3 separate regions of the Zea mays genome follow, and all the other regions are linked to region 2. Evidence: chromatin contacts called from public Hi-C data. All regions are on one chromosome and are shown on one strand. Each heading gives the region's core, a stretch centred on a gene start, on an enhancer-like site or on the middle of the called end of the contact. The rest is flanking DNA. Distances are from core to core; before and after follow the strand shown.

Region 1 (3,863 bases), core at 599-3,098, 470 kb before region 2:
TCCAGGAGCTTGGGCATGGTCGCCCGCGTGCGCGTGAGCTGACGATCGAGACGAAGTGGGTGGTTGGCTTTTGTTGGGTTAGTAGTTGCGTTGCCCTCTATCTGCACACCTGCATGCATCTCCGTGGCGCCTTCCTCATCCACGCGGTCGAATTGCATAATATATATTTCGGGAGTGCTTCTATATATATATGCACAGGAGGATCGGAGACGGAGGGTGTCATTGTCGCGGCCAAACTAACTACTCGCACCAGTTTGTTGGGATACGTCAGCCGCCGCCGCCGCGAAGCCCAATTCTGGCGCGTCCTCCCTGTCCTGCCAAGGCGTGCTATTTCTAATTCTTTCCATTCCTTCGCCGGCTATACCCTTGGCTACACGGCAGGCCAGCAGCGCCGCCGTACGTGCCGCGGATGACGAGTGACGACGAAGAAGGGCGATTGTTTTTTGCCGGGTAGCCGGCCGGGACGCGGGACGTGTGCCGCCTGCCGCCGTGTGTGCCAATCCCCGATGGGGGAGACGCACCGCACCGCACCGCACCGCACCGCGGCGCACGGCGGACCACCGTCCCTGGTGGCGTGGCGTATGTCATGCGGCGGCTACCCCGAACCCGGGGCTTTGACCGGCGCGCCTCCCTCCCTGGGCCTGGCCCTGGTGTGGAAGGAAGGGAAAGGGACCGCGGCGTGCATGGAGGACGCAGGGAGAGTGGGAGACAGAGACAAGGGTCCACGGGTGCGTGACCACCAAGCAAAACGCCAACCCCAACCCCGGCCGAACAACCAAGCCAAGCCGGCAAACCGCAAACCCAAGCCGACAAGCCGCGCCATCGCATGTGCCCGTGCTTCGCGCTTCCCCCACTGACAGTAGGGGCCGCGCACCGGTGGTAGTGGTACCCCAGCACTAGCCATTGGGCCATGCCGACACGCCACGGCTCCGGAAACGCGTCCAGCAACGCATCGCAAACTCGCAAAATGCATGCAGGCCGTCGTGACGAGCCAGTTGACCCCTGGCTGGGGCTGGGGCTGCTGCCTGGCGTTACAAGTACAAGCGAGCCGAGACAGACACTGCGGCCGAGCTCGGGCTGTTGCGTGCGCGCCATATGCCAACGTCTAGCAGCGTACTGTAACGAGTATACCGTATGCCGGCAGATATAATGGACATGGGATATAGAGATTTTAGGCTCCATCCATGGCATGTGCCGCACAGCACAGGCACGTGATCTCACGATCACGACACAGCGTGCGTCAGCTGTCCAGCCTGTCAGTCACACTGCCTAGCCCGCGCTTGGCTATGTTAGCCTATGTATGTACTACTAGTGGCATCAACCCAAGAACAGTGCCATGGTACAGGATGCAATTACCACCGGCAGCCGTATCTCTGTTCTTCCATCCACGCGTGTCCCCAGCCGAACCCTATGAATGTAACTACTAGTAGCATTAACCGAAGGCCGTCTCCCTGACTCGTTCCTTATTTTCAAATTTTAATCTCCAAACAATATCAAATAATATCATCTAGAGTTCTACGCCCCTATTTTATATGACCCACCGAAAACAGCCTAACGAGCTGACCTAAATCACCATCTTAATATATTTGACTCACGATTGCCCTGTAATTGTAGTGTCAGTTATTGGTGATGATCATACATTATTCAAAGGTAGACACCGCTCGTACTAAAAGGTTCCAAAAGCGTGGCTATTCTCTATAGCCAACCCAATATACCGGGTGTGCTTTAGTCACACAAAAAAGTGAGACTGACATTCATGTGATCCTTCGGTTCCAAAGGATAAAAAATATTTATATAAACAATATGTATCTCTAAGTGCCTCAATTTACCACGGGATATTCATTTTTCTAAGGGAAATTAGTTTATCTTTCCTTGAAAAATAAAAATCACTTAAAACAATGTAGTTCCAAACTAACCCTAAATATTAAAAAAATTGACAGTATTTAAACCTAAATATTTATAATTAAATTTCTGGTAATAGAAGAAGACAGGCTGACTCTCGTGCGACCCGATTTCATTCCAATCGATCGCCATCTGCTCAGCTGTGATTTGTGAGCGCAAAGCCCGACATCTATAAATATCCCGCATCCATCCATCCAGCCAGCCATTGCAACCACCGGCCGGGCTGGGAGCACTCAGCACTGCGACGAGGAGAGAGGAGACGGAGACGGATGCTTATTCCTGTGCCTGCCTTGGTGAGTAGTGGCCTTCGCCTTGGCCTCCGCGAGCGCATTTTTATATGCTTGCTCGCCCGCGATGGATACCAAAACCACCGCAGCGGCGCCGCTGCGGTCTCCCACCTTTAATCACTATACAAGCTTGCTTTTTTCTCTTTCCCCGGTGGTGCGGGTGCTGGACTGCTGGCCTCTGCGTCCGCGTCCGGCGGCAAGTGCGAAAGCTGCCAACTTTTTTTTTTCTGCTCGGTTTGTTCCTTCTCCAACCATCCATACCATACCAGTTCTTCGCAAGTTCGCATCCGAACTCTACCTCCCACCTGCACAGCGCAGCGCTCTTTTTTTATGTTCTTGCGCGGGTGGGAGATGGATGCCCTGTGTTTCCCATCGGTTGCTAGGGAGATTGTAGATTCAGATTTGCTGTTGCCCTGGGCTCCCTGTTCTTATGTTTCCTTCCCGGATTCTACTGCTGTCTTCTTTTCTAGCTGCGAAGCGCTGAGATGAATCCGCTGCTGCTGAATGTGATTGTGTGTGCGATTATTGGGCCCTGGCAGGTGAGTGAGGCGCTGCTGGTATGCATGAGCTAGGAGGTAAGGAACAACCATACGAGGGCGAGCAGAGCAGAGAGCACACGGCGCGCCGAGCTAGCAGCATTGCCCAATCTCGCGGCGGGGAGAGATTCGTGAGCGCGGAGGCGCGAATCTTCGACGCAGCGACGGCAGCCATGCCGGAGTCCTGGAGACCCGCCGAGGCGAATGCCTCGTCGCAGCCGGCGGCAGGCACGTCCGGCCCCTCGGCTCAGAGCCCTGGCAATGACGCCAAGGGACGCGCGGCGGGGGAAACCCCCGGCGCGGCGGAGGCGGCGGCGACGCGAGTGCCGTTCCACAAGCTGTTCGCGTTCGCCGACTCCACCGACGTGGCGCTCATGCTCCTGGGCGCGCTCGGGGCCGTGGCCAACGGCGCCGCGATGCCCTTCATGACCGTGCTCTTCGGCAACCTCATCGACGCCTTCGGCGGCGCGCTCAGCATCCACGACGTCGTCAACCGGGTGTCCATGGTCTCTCTCGATTTCGTCTACCTCGCCATCGCCTCCGCCGTCGCTTCCTTCGTCCGTAAGTCCACCTTCAGTGGTAACATAACACTCCCACTAGAGTCAGACACCGAGCACACGCACGCAGACTAAGGCTGCTCAGCTGTTTTCCGTCCGACCAGAGGTGACCTGCTGGATGATCACCGGCGAGCGCCAGGCGGCGCGGATACGGAACCTGTACCTCAAGACGATCCTGAGGCAAGAGATCGCCTTCTTCGACAAGTACACCAGCACCGGCGAGGTGGTGGGCAGGATGTCGGGCGACACCGTGCTGATCCAGGACGCCATGGGCGAGAAGGTCGGCAAGTTCATCCAGCTGGTGGTGACCTTCTTCGGCGGCTTCATCGTCGCCTTCGCGCAGGGCTGGCTGCTGACCCTGGTCATGATGGCGACCATCCCGCCGCTCGTCGTGGCCGGCGCGGTCATGTCCAACGTCGTCACCAAGATGGCGTCCCTGGGCCAGGCGGCGTACGCGGAGTCGTCGGTGGTGGTGGAGCAGACCATCGGTTCCATCAGGACGGTGAGCAGAGCGCACAGCCGAATCAATTCCATTCCCGCAACACACGCTGAAGCGCTCTCAACGGATGACTGACGAAACC
Region 2 (4,207 bases), core at 1,070-3,569:
CTCTATCTCTACCATATTAAAGCACCAGTTTCAACGGTCGTTCCTCGTAATCTTTTTACAAATAACCCCTCACATCTATTTCTATTTCAAATTAACCACATCCACGTCTCAAACCACACCTCCGCATATAAATGGCCAAATGGTGGCCCAGCATGGGTCTGCTAGGCCCAACACCGACGGGCCGCAGCTTCGGCCGAGACACGTTAGCCCGTCGGGCCATTTGGTTAAATCAGCGTAAAATGTTAAAAAGCAATGCAGTAGGTGGGGTTGAAACCCACGCCCTGTGGGCAAAGTCATCTAACAAGTAGAACATCATACTTGAGTGTTTTTAATATTGAATATAAATTGTACATATATATATATACACGTTTTTTTTTTGTAAAATAAAAATATATAATCGTGTCGGGTCGGGCTAGCACTATGGGCCGAGGCTACGGCCCAAGCACGGTACAACGCTCGTGTCGGACTGGCCCAGTCACTACTAAATAGGCCGTGCATCGGACCGGCCCGCCAGACACGACCCATTTGACATCTATACCTCCTCATGATAATGATGGTCATCGTCTCAGTTGTCGCCACCTCGTTCACCATCCTGCTTCTTTTCTCTCTCCCCTCATGCCTCCACCTCCGCGCCACCCTATTCTTGGCAGAGGGCATGGGAGCAAGCATCTCCTACCCGTATTCGTCCGACACCAGTCCCGACACCGACCTGCGTGGTGGCTATTGCACGTCCATGAGGACGTTTCACAGCATTCGTCGTCGTCGGACGTCCTGTTCGTCTTCCCGGCCTTCGCCATGCTCTTCCTCCCCAACCTACTGCCCCCACCCACGGTCTAGTCGTGAGCTGACCGACGCTCGTCGACGCGAGAACAGGGCGAGTCAGTCTTGGTGCTAGCCTTTCTCCGTGCGTGCTGCCGAGGAGGACACGGTGGCGCCTGCCACGCTTAGGTTATCTTGTCGATGAGGAGTCCAAGTCTGAGATATTGGACAACAAAGGCCTGTAGCACGACAGCTGTTGGCATATGTCATGAAGTTGGTGGTGGTGTTGTGTTGCCTCGGCGGGTCTAGGGCAGGGAAGGCACTCACATTCTCTCGCCCTTCTCGGACTGACGCCTGGCGCAAATGCTTCTCGGTTTGGAGCTGCTCCGGCTGGGTTTCTTTCTTCGCTTGCGCGCTCTCTCCCTATATGTATCTAGTAGTATACTACCTATGTCGCCTCCAGATGCCCAGATCTACGTCGTGTCCTTCTCCGGCAACGAACATGTATGGCCGCCTCTTCCCTTCCTTCCTGCTCTACGAAACCTTGGAAGTATGGGAAGCGAGGGATGGGGGTCCCTGATTTGCTGCCTATGGCCCCGTTCGATGGCTCGACATTGCCTGTCTACATGGCCTTTCCCTTACCACGGTGTCGACTCGATATACTTTTACCACTTCTATGTACCTGTCACCCATCCTTCTGTCATTGCAAAAATTATTGTGTTGTTCCTCTGTTGTTTTAGGTGTTAGTTTTTTGTTGTTCTAAGGACTGAACATAATTTGGGTGTGTTAGTACTTTATTTATTGTCTGTACATGGTTTGTGTTCTTCTGATGATGGCTCATGGATTCTGTAAAATATGTGTTAGGATTTCGAGACCCATGCGGACACAATCACAAGTTGCTCATCCCTTGTGTGCATTAGCTCGTTTCTGAGGCCACATTGGAACAATGGAATCCATGTTGTTTGAAGTTGCTAAATTGGATGGAGCAGCAATAATTTGTCACGCTAATAGTAAAAAGGAAAGATTATTTGTTGGTTTTAAGCGTTAGCAATTGTTACGAAGTACCATAATTTGTATGGAGCGCATCCAGTTTCTATTGATGACTGGCTTTAGCGAACACTCAATATTTTGATGTATCTTTTTTTATGAGTTTGAGTTCGTGTGACTTATTTTAGAAACTTGAGCTCACAAACTTCCTATTATTTGGTATCTGTATGGTAGAATTATGTTTTTCTATAATCTCTATTTTTTACTTAGTCGTTCTGAACTCTTTTTTAATCGCTTACTTTATTAACCGTGTTATACCAAAACATATTGGATGAACTAAACAACAACATCAGTTAGTAAAATAAAAAAATATGCGAAAAACAGAGACAATCAATAAAAATATTAAGATCTTTTTAGTAGATAGTTTACGTGAGTATTGTTGTGAACCGTCACAACGTACGGACAACCGACTAATCTCTTTTAATCCATGTGTATTGAATGAATACTCCCCAAACAAACCCTCAGCGATGTCGTCGACTCGTCGTGGGTGCCGCACCCCGGTTGCAGGCGTGGCCTCCTGTTTTCTACGGCCTTTCGGCCGTTTCGCAGTCGATGGGCCGTGGGACCCTCGCCGCGCCCGTCCACGCAGCAGACGACGCAGGCGAACGGCTGACGAACCTGGGAGGCCCAAATCCGGCCCGTCGCGGACCGCCTCGAGTGGCGACCCTGATCCATCCTCAACAGGCACGCGCACTGTCTCTCTCGTATCACTCTCCATTCTACCTCTCTCTTCCCCAATCCAGGCCAGCCAACCCTAGCGCACCGGCGATGGCGTCGGACCCGGCCCCTGACGACGCGGCCGCGGCCGTGAATGGGCACGGCAACGACAACGGACACGGTAACGGCCCGTCCCCGTCGAAGCGCCCCCGGGCGGTGATCTCGGAAGCCGAGATCCGCGTCGAGTTCGCACACCACGACGCAGCCGTGGCGCGCGTCAACAACGGCAGCTTCGGCTGCTGCCCGGCCTCGGTCCTCGCCGCGCAGGCCCACTGGCAGCGCCTCTTCCTCGCGCAGCCCGACGCCTTCTACTTCCACGTTCTCCAGCAGGGCCTTCTCCGCTCGCGCGCCGCCGTCGCCGAGGTGGTGGGCGCTGGCGACGTCTCCGAGGTCTCCCTCGTCGATAACGCCACCACGGCCGCCGCCATCGTCCTGCAGCACGCAGCCTGGAGCTTCGCCGAGGGTCACTTCGCGCGCGGGGATGCGGTGCTGATGCTCCACTACGCCTATGGTGCGGTCAAGAAGTCCATCCACGCGTACGTCGCGCGTGCGGGGGCCACCGTCGTCGAGGTGCCCCTCCCATTCCCCGTCGCGTCCGCCGACGCAATCATTGCCGAGTTCCGTGCTGCGCTCGCGGTCGCCAAGGAAGGAGGGCGTAGGGTCAGGCTCGCAGTCATCGACCACATTACCTCCATGCCCAGTGTCGTCATCCCAGTCAAGGAGCTCGTCGCCATCTGTCGAGAAGAGGGCGTTGACAAGGTATTTGTTGACGCTGCCCACTCTATTGGGCAGGTGCCTGTGGACGTGCGCGACATTGGAGCCGATTTCTATACAAGCAACCTTCATAAGTGGTTCTTTTGCCCCCCTGCTGTGGCCTTTTTGCATACTCGCAAGGATGACCCGATAGCCTCCCAACTCCATCACCCTGTTGTTTCCCATGAGTATGGGAATGGGCTGCCTATGGAGAGCGGATGGATTGGAACACGGGATTACAGTGCCCAGCTTGTTGTGTCCGAGGCTATAGATTTTGTGAATCGATTTGAGGGTGGAATTGAGGCTATACGAAACCGGAATCATGAGAAAGTTATTGAGATGGGTAGGATGCTTGCTGAGGCATGGGGGACTTTTCTTGGCTCACCTCCGGAACTGTGTGGTAGCATGGTTATGGTGGGGATGCCTGGTTGCCTTGGTGTTGAGAGTGATGATGATGCAATGAGAGTGAGGACAATGTTGAGAAAGGATTTCCAGGTGGAGGTGCCGGTATACTACAACTCAAGAAGGGTGGAAGGACAGGAGATGACAAAGGATAAAAATGGTGATCCAGTGACAGGGTATGTGAGGATCTCACACCAGGTTTACAATGTCACAGAGGACTATGAGAGACTGAGGGATGTTGTCAATAAACTTGTTTCTGAAGGGTTCACCAGCAGCAAGTTGCGGCCTTCTGAGAAGGTACACTCTCAGCTGAAAATACTTGCATATTTAGTCCCTTAATTTTCTTTGTTGGCTGGCTTGGGTTCCTCTGTTAATGATTAATCAGGTTAATCTATATTTTAATAGATGATACTAGGAACACTTTATGCGGTTCTGTTATTTTGGTGGATTTAATCCTTGTTTCCTTGAGAAGGCATGCTTGTACAAAGATATTAAGTTAATGTGAGAAGATATTCTTATGAATACTGTT
Region 3 (4,124 bases), core at 929-3,428, 370 kb before region 2:
CCAACCCACCGATATCAAATTACCAGTCGCCATCGCCTTCACTGGAATCAATTCCCTCACAACGCCATGAATTTTGCAACCCTCAATCAAATTGAAAATAGAATAGGGAACTTTGTAACAAAAAGCAGCATGATCAATTACAAAAAGCAGCATGAAATTGATCTCCAGGGTAACACATGCTCTCGTGCCCCTAGAAATTCTAAATGGACGAATTGAACTGCCAAGAAATAAATTGTCGAACAATATGTACAGTACCGTCAAAAAGCAGCAAGTATTAAGTAAACCTGGGCAGTACGTTCTCAAACAGTCAACAGGGCAAAGTACCAGTCAGGCCGTCCAACGGTAGCGAAAACTTAAACCTTGGTAACAAATCAGTTCCATCAGCATCGCCATGACCCATGATTGAAGCACACTATAACCAATGAGTTCCACATCTCCACAGCCACGAGCCATAACGGATCAATTCCCCATCAGCGTAGCCACGATTGAAGCGCGCCATGATCTCGGTTGATGAATAGTGGAATCCATCATACTGCAGTTTTGCAATCTTCTCTACACACGTCCACCAATTGCTATGGTTCAAACATGCTAACATACAAGAAACAAATATCCCAATTGACCAACATGGTAAATACAAATGAAAAATGCTTAGACGTAGATACATATGGAGATCTCAACATTAGTCCAGACTGAAATATAATATAGAATGAAATAAAAACGCTGTGACCTTAGGAGATTCACGGGTTGAACAGAACCAGCATGTAAATTTGTGTAGCTGCGACCTAAATTTTTGCACACTTCAGACTCATGGAGCGATTAGTATTACAAGACTGAAAATCGAGCTGGGTGAAGCGGACGTCAACGGTATTAACGTGCGTTTCAGGATCTTCAGTTCGATTGGTGTCAGGATTTCTTCGATTCATTATGCAAGCACAGAATATAAAACGTTGCTCGTAATAGAAGGAGCGCAGAACGACTTAAAAATTGTTTGAACATAATTACCGATTGTACCTTGGGAGTCGCGTCGTAGCTCCATGTTTTTGTTGTAGATCTCCGTGCTCGATGCAAAAATCCGGCGTGCGCAGCGGACCAACAGGCGCGGAAACAACGGATACAGGAACACGGAACAAGATGAGGGAGGAGACCCCGGGGCCAAAAACATCAACCCCCGTGCGATCTCCTCCCCCGGCACACAATAATCATCTTTTTATTAATACCTGGCCTGCCATGCGAGCGCACCCATCATGGCAAAGGCCTCCTCTAGGATGTCACATCTTTTTTTCTCTTTTTTGCTGTCGACGCACGCAGACTTTTACATGCTGCAGCTTACCTCGCCTCTTCCAGGCGGCATATCTCATAGATCTACTAATAATTATCGAAATTGATCCAATAATTATCAGCGCAGAGACATCATCCATCGAGGTGAAGCAGGACTGCAGACCAAGAGATCCCGCCGCCTCCAGCCATCGTCGCCTCAGATCCGCTCCGAACCGAACGACGACGACGACGACGACTTAGAAATTTCTCCAGATCTGGAACCAGAAGCAGAACATGCGATGCTCGACCACCAAAACAAAACAACATGAACCTTGAAGGCAAGGACTAACCGATACAGGATCCAACGCGGGTTTGTTGTTTTCTCCCAGTCCTAGCTCTATTCAAGCCCGTAAGATGCCGAATCCAGCAATCAGATCTGAGCCTGCATAACATGAAGCAAACGGATTTCCTGATAAATCAAAACAAAGTAGCTCACCGAGAGCACTCGCGAGGCAAGGTATCAAGGAGGACGGCCATCCAGGATCTGGAGGACGAGATGAGGTTGCGTGCAGGAGGGGAACGCGTCCAACAATGGTTTGTTCTTGGTTATCGACGAATAATTGGCGGAAACAAATGTATTTATGGTACCCTCTCCCGTTGGCCAAAGCGAGCGGCGGAGATGAGGCGGTTCGATTCGAACGGCTCACATAGAGATCACGTGTCGGGAGATCATTGGCCGTGAGCTGTGACAGCTGGTCGCAGGAGGAGACCGTGCTGGGCTGGTATTCTGGACGGAATTAGCGTCATTGCATGCGTCATCCAGTTGTTGACGGATCCGCTGTGGGCAGAAGGGAAGAGAGATTATACGTGGCCACACCGTTTCTCTACTACTACATAAGATACTATCGAGGGCGTCCACATTTTATTTTGGTGAAGCCTGACGCCCCCGCCCCCGCCCCCGCCTAGCCCGACGCCACGCCTCCGCTATCGCCGCTCTCTACACGCTCCTCGCCCCCGCTATAGCCACCTCAATGGAAGGTCCTTTGTACCATTCGCCGCCCTCTGTACCATTCGCCGCTCTCTACGCGCCGTGGATCCGCCACCTCAACTCCTCCCATTACCGCGCCCGCGCCATCAAAATCTGCCGCAGATCTCCTCTCCCCATTACCGCGGTCCATGGATTTCTCGAGTCAGTGGGAGGTCTGCCATCCATGGAAGGTCCGCCACCTCCTCCTTGGCCCGCGGCAAAAATGGCGTGGGAGCCAGATCTCCTCTCCCATTACCGCGCCCGCATGATATGGAAGGTCCCAGATATTCTCTCCCCATTACCACGGTCCATGGATTTCTCGACCTCGGCTACGGAGGCGGCGACATTATGAGCGCCGAGGTGCTACACTTCCACCCCAACGTGCTTCTTGACCAGGGCGGCTTCGGGTTCGGCCTCAGCAACGTGGCGGTCGACGGCGGATCTGGGCGCGCACTACGAGGCGAACAACAACGTGCTGGCCTCCTTCGCCAGCCAGCTCCTCGCTAACGCCCCCGCGCTGCCATGGGATGATCGTGCCGGCGGGAGGACGCCGTCAGACGAGATGGACGACGAGCTATACGGTGTCGCCGGCTGCGACAGCCACGTCGTGGCGAGCTTGCGGTGCCCCAGCCAATCCAGGGCCATGGCGGTCTGGTCGTCATCCAAGAAGTCGTACGATATCTGTACCAGCGCCGGCGGATCAGTAACCGTGCCGGCCCATGACACATACCACCTCGCCGGGGCCGGGCTCTCCAACGAGGGAGGCCTCCACTACCCGCTCGCCGCCTGCAGTGGAGCCAACGCGTCCGCGGTGGCGACGAGGGAGTTGTCGCTGACGCTGTGCTCCAACTCCATCGCTTCCTCGAACAGCACGCTAAACACGACGGAGCTAAGACTGGAGGAAGCTAAGTCTCTTGCAGAAAAGCTTTGTGATGGCCCTCTTTCAAGTGCTGCAAATTTGTGGATCCTGAGAGCTTCTATGGAGATAAATTCGTTGGCGACTGCTTCTGGCAGCTCTCCATTGAATAAGGAGAACTTGAGCTCTCTGTTTGATCTGTTTGGCACATGGTAAGTTCCTTATATCAACATTGACAAACTTTGGGTTTTACCTTACTACTATGACTGTGCTTGAAATCGTTCGTGATGCATTTCAGGCCATGAAATTGTTTTTCCATTAAATACTTGTAGTATTGGTTTTAATAGGTCATGCTTGTTTTCCCGCCTTTCTCCGGAGTCCCATCCCATTGCTGAGTGCATTGAAGTTAAAACAGGAAAAAAGAAGTAACTGCATGCAGTCAATATTGCCTCCTAAGTGTTGGGACCTGATGACACCTTGGCCTTTTGCTTGTTGCAGTCGACACAGATTGCTTGCTTTACCTCGGCCAAGCCTCAAGTTGATGCAATACTGCATAGAGCTGGAGGTGAGCCTTGCATCGCTCGGAAACCATGGCGCCCTCACAAATGCTCGACGACTATATGATTCAGTGGTCGACATGTATCCCCAGGAAAGGGAAGTGTGGAGGAGCTACTATAGCCTGGAGCTCAAGGTGAGACCACACATCACTGCTACCATGTATATGTGTGTGGATGTGGGTGGGTGTTTTCTCATTTCAGAATAACAAGGCTAAAACTTGATTATATACCCAGATGGGAACATCAGAGTCTGTCAACGCCGTGTACGCGCGTGCTCGCAAGGTGCTCGGTGACTCCACTGTTCATGCTTACCCCAGAGCTTAATTGTTTGGGTCAGCTCTCTCTGTGAGCATGCTTAGTTTGGGCCAGCAAGTAATTAAGCTGACACGTCGAAATTTTGGCTCTAAATCAGTGTGGATGGTAATTT

Evidence for each region. A called contact is a pair of places that touch in the nucleus more often than the background predicts.
Region 1: a Hi-C map of endosperm shows a contact between it and region 2, with 4 times the contacts expected there. The contact joins the promoter of LOC103650065 here to the promoter of LOC100284775 in region 2. A contact is called at or near these places in 3 of 25 Hi-C or Micro-C datasets (ear, endosperm and tassel).
Region 3: a Hi-C map of endosperm shows a contact between it and region 2, with 2.8 times the contacts expected there. The contact joins the promoter of LOC103650064 here to the promoter of LOC100284775 in region 2. A contact is called at or near these places in 2 of 25 Hi-C or Micro-C datasets (endosperm and tassel).

What each region holds. Positions count from the first base shown.
Region 1 is chr3:50,523,222-50,527,084 of Zm-B73-REFERENCE-NAM-5.0, reverse strand. LOC103650065 (ABC transporter B family member 21) reads left to right here and starts at 1,848. Exons shown (of 11, transcript XM_020550206.3): 1 at 1,848-2,195; 2 at 2,660-3,286; 3 at 3,387-3,784. The coding sequence starts at 2,749.
Region 2 is chr3:50,054,980-50,059,186 of Zm-B73-REFERENCE-NAM-5.0, reverse strand. LOC100284775 reads left to right here and starts at 2,319. Exons shown (of 2, transcript NM_001157670.2): 1 at 2,319-3,975. The coding sequence starts at 2,575.
Region 3 is chr3:50,426,565-50,430,688 of Zm-B73-REFERENCE-NAM-5.0, reverse strand. LOC103650064 reads left to right here and starts at 2,178. Exons shown (of 3, transcript XM_008675731.4): 1 at 2,178-3,352; 2 at 3,639-3,831; 3 at 3,932-4,124. The coding sequence starts at 2,847. The coding sequence ends at 4,021. It overlaps LOC108961162, which reads right to left and starts at 1,865. Exons shown (of 3, transcript NM_001346811.1): 1 at 1,608-1,865; 2 at 1,012-1,532; 3 at 211-588. The coding sequence starts at 1,162. The coding sequence ends at 413.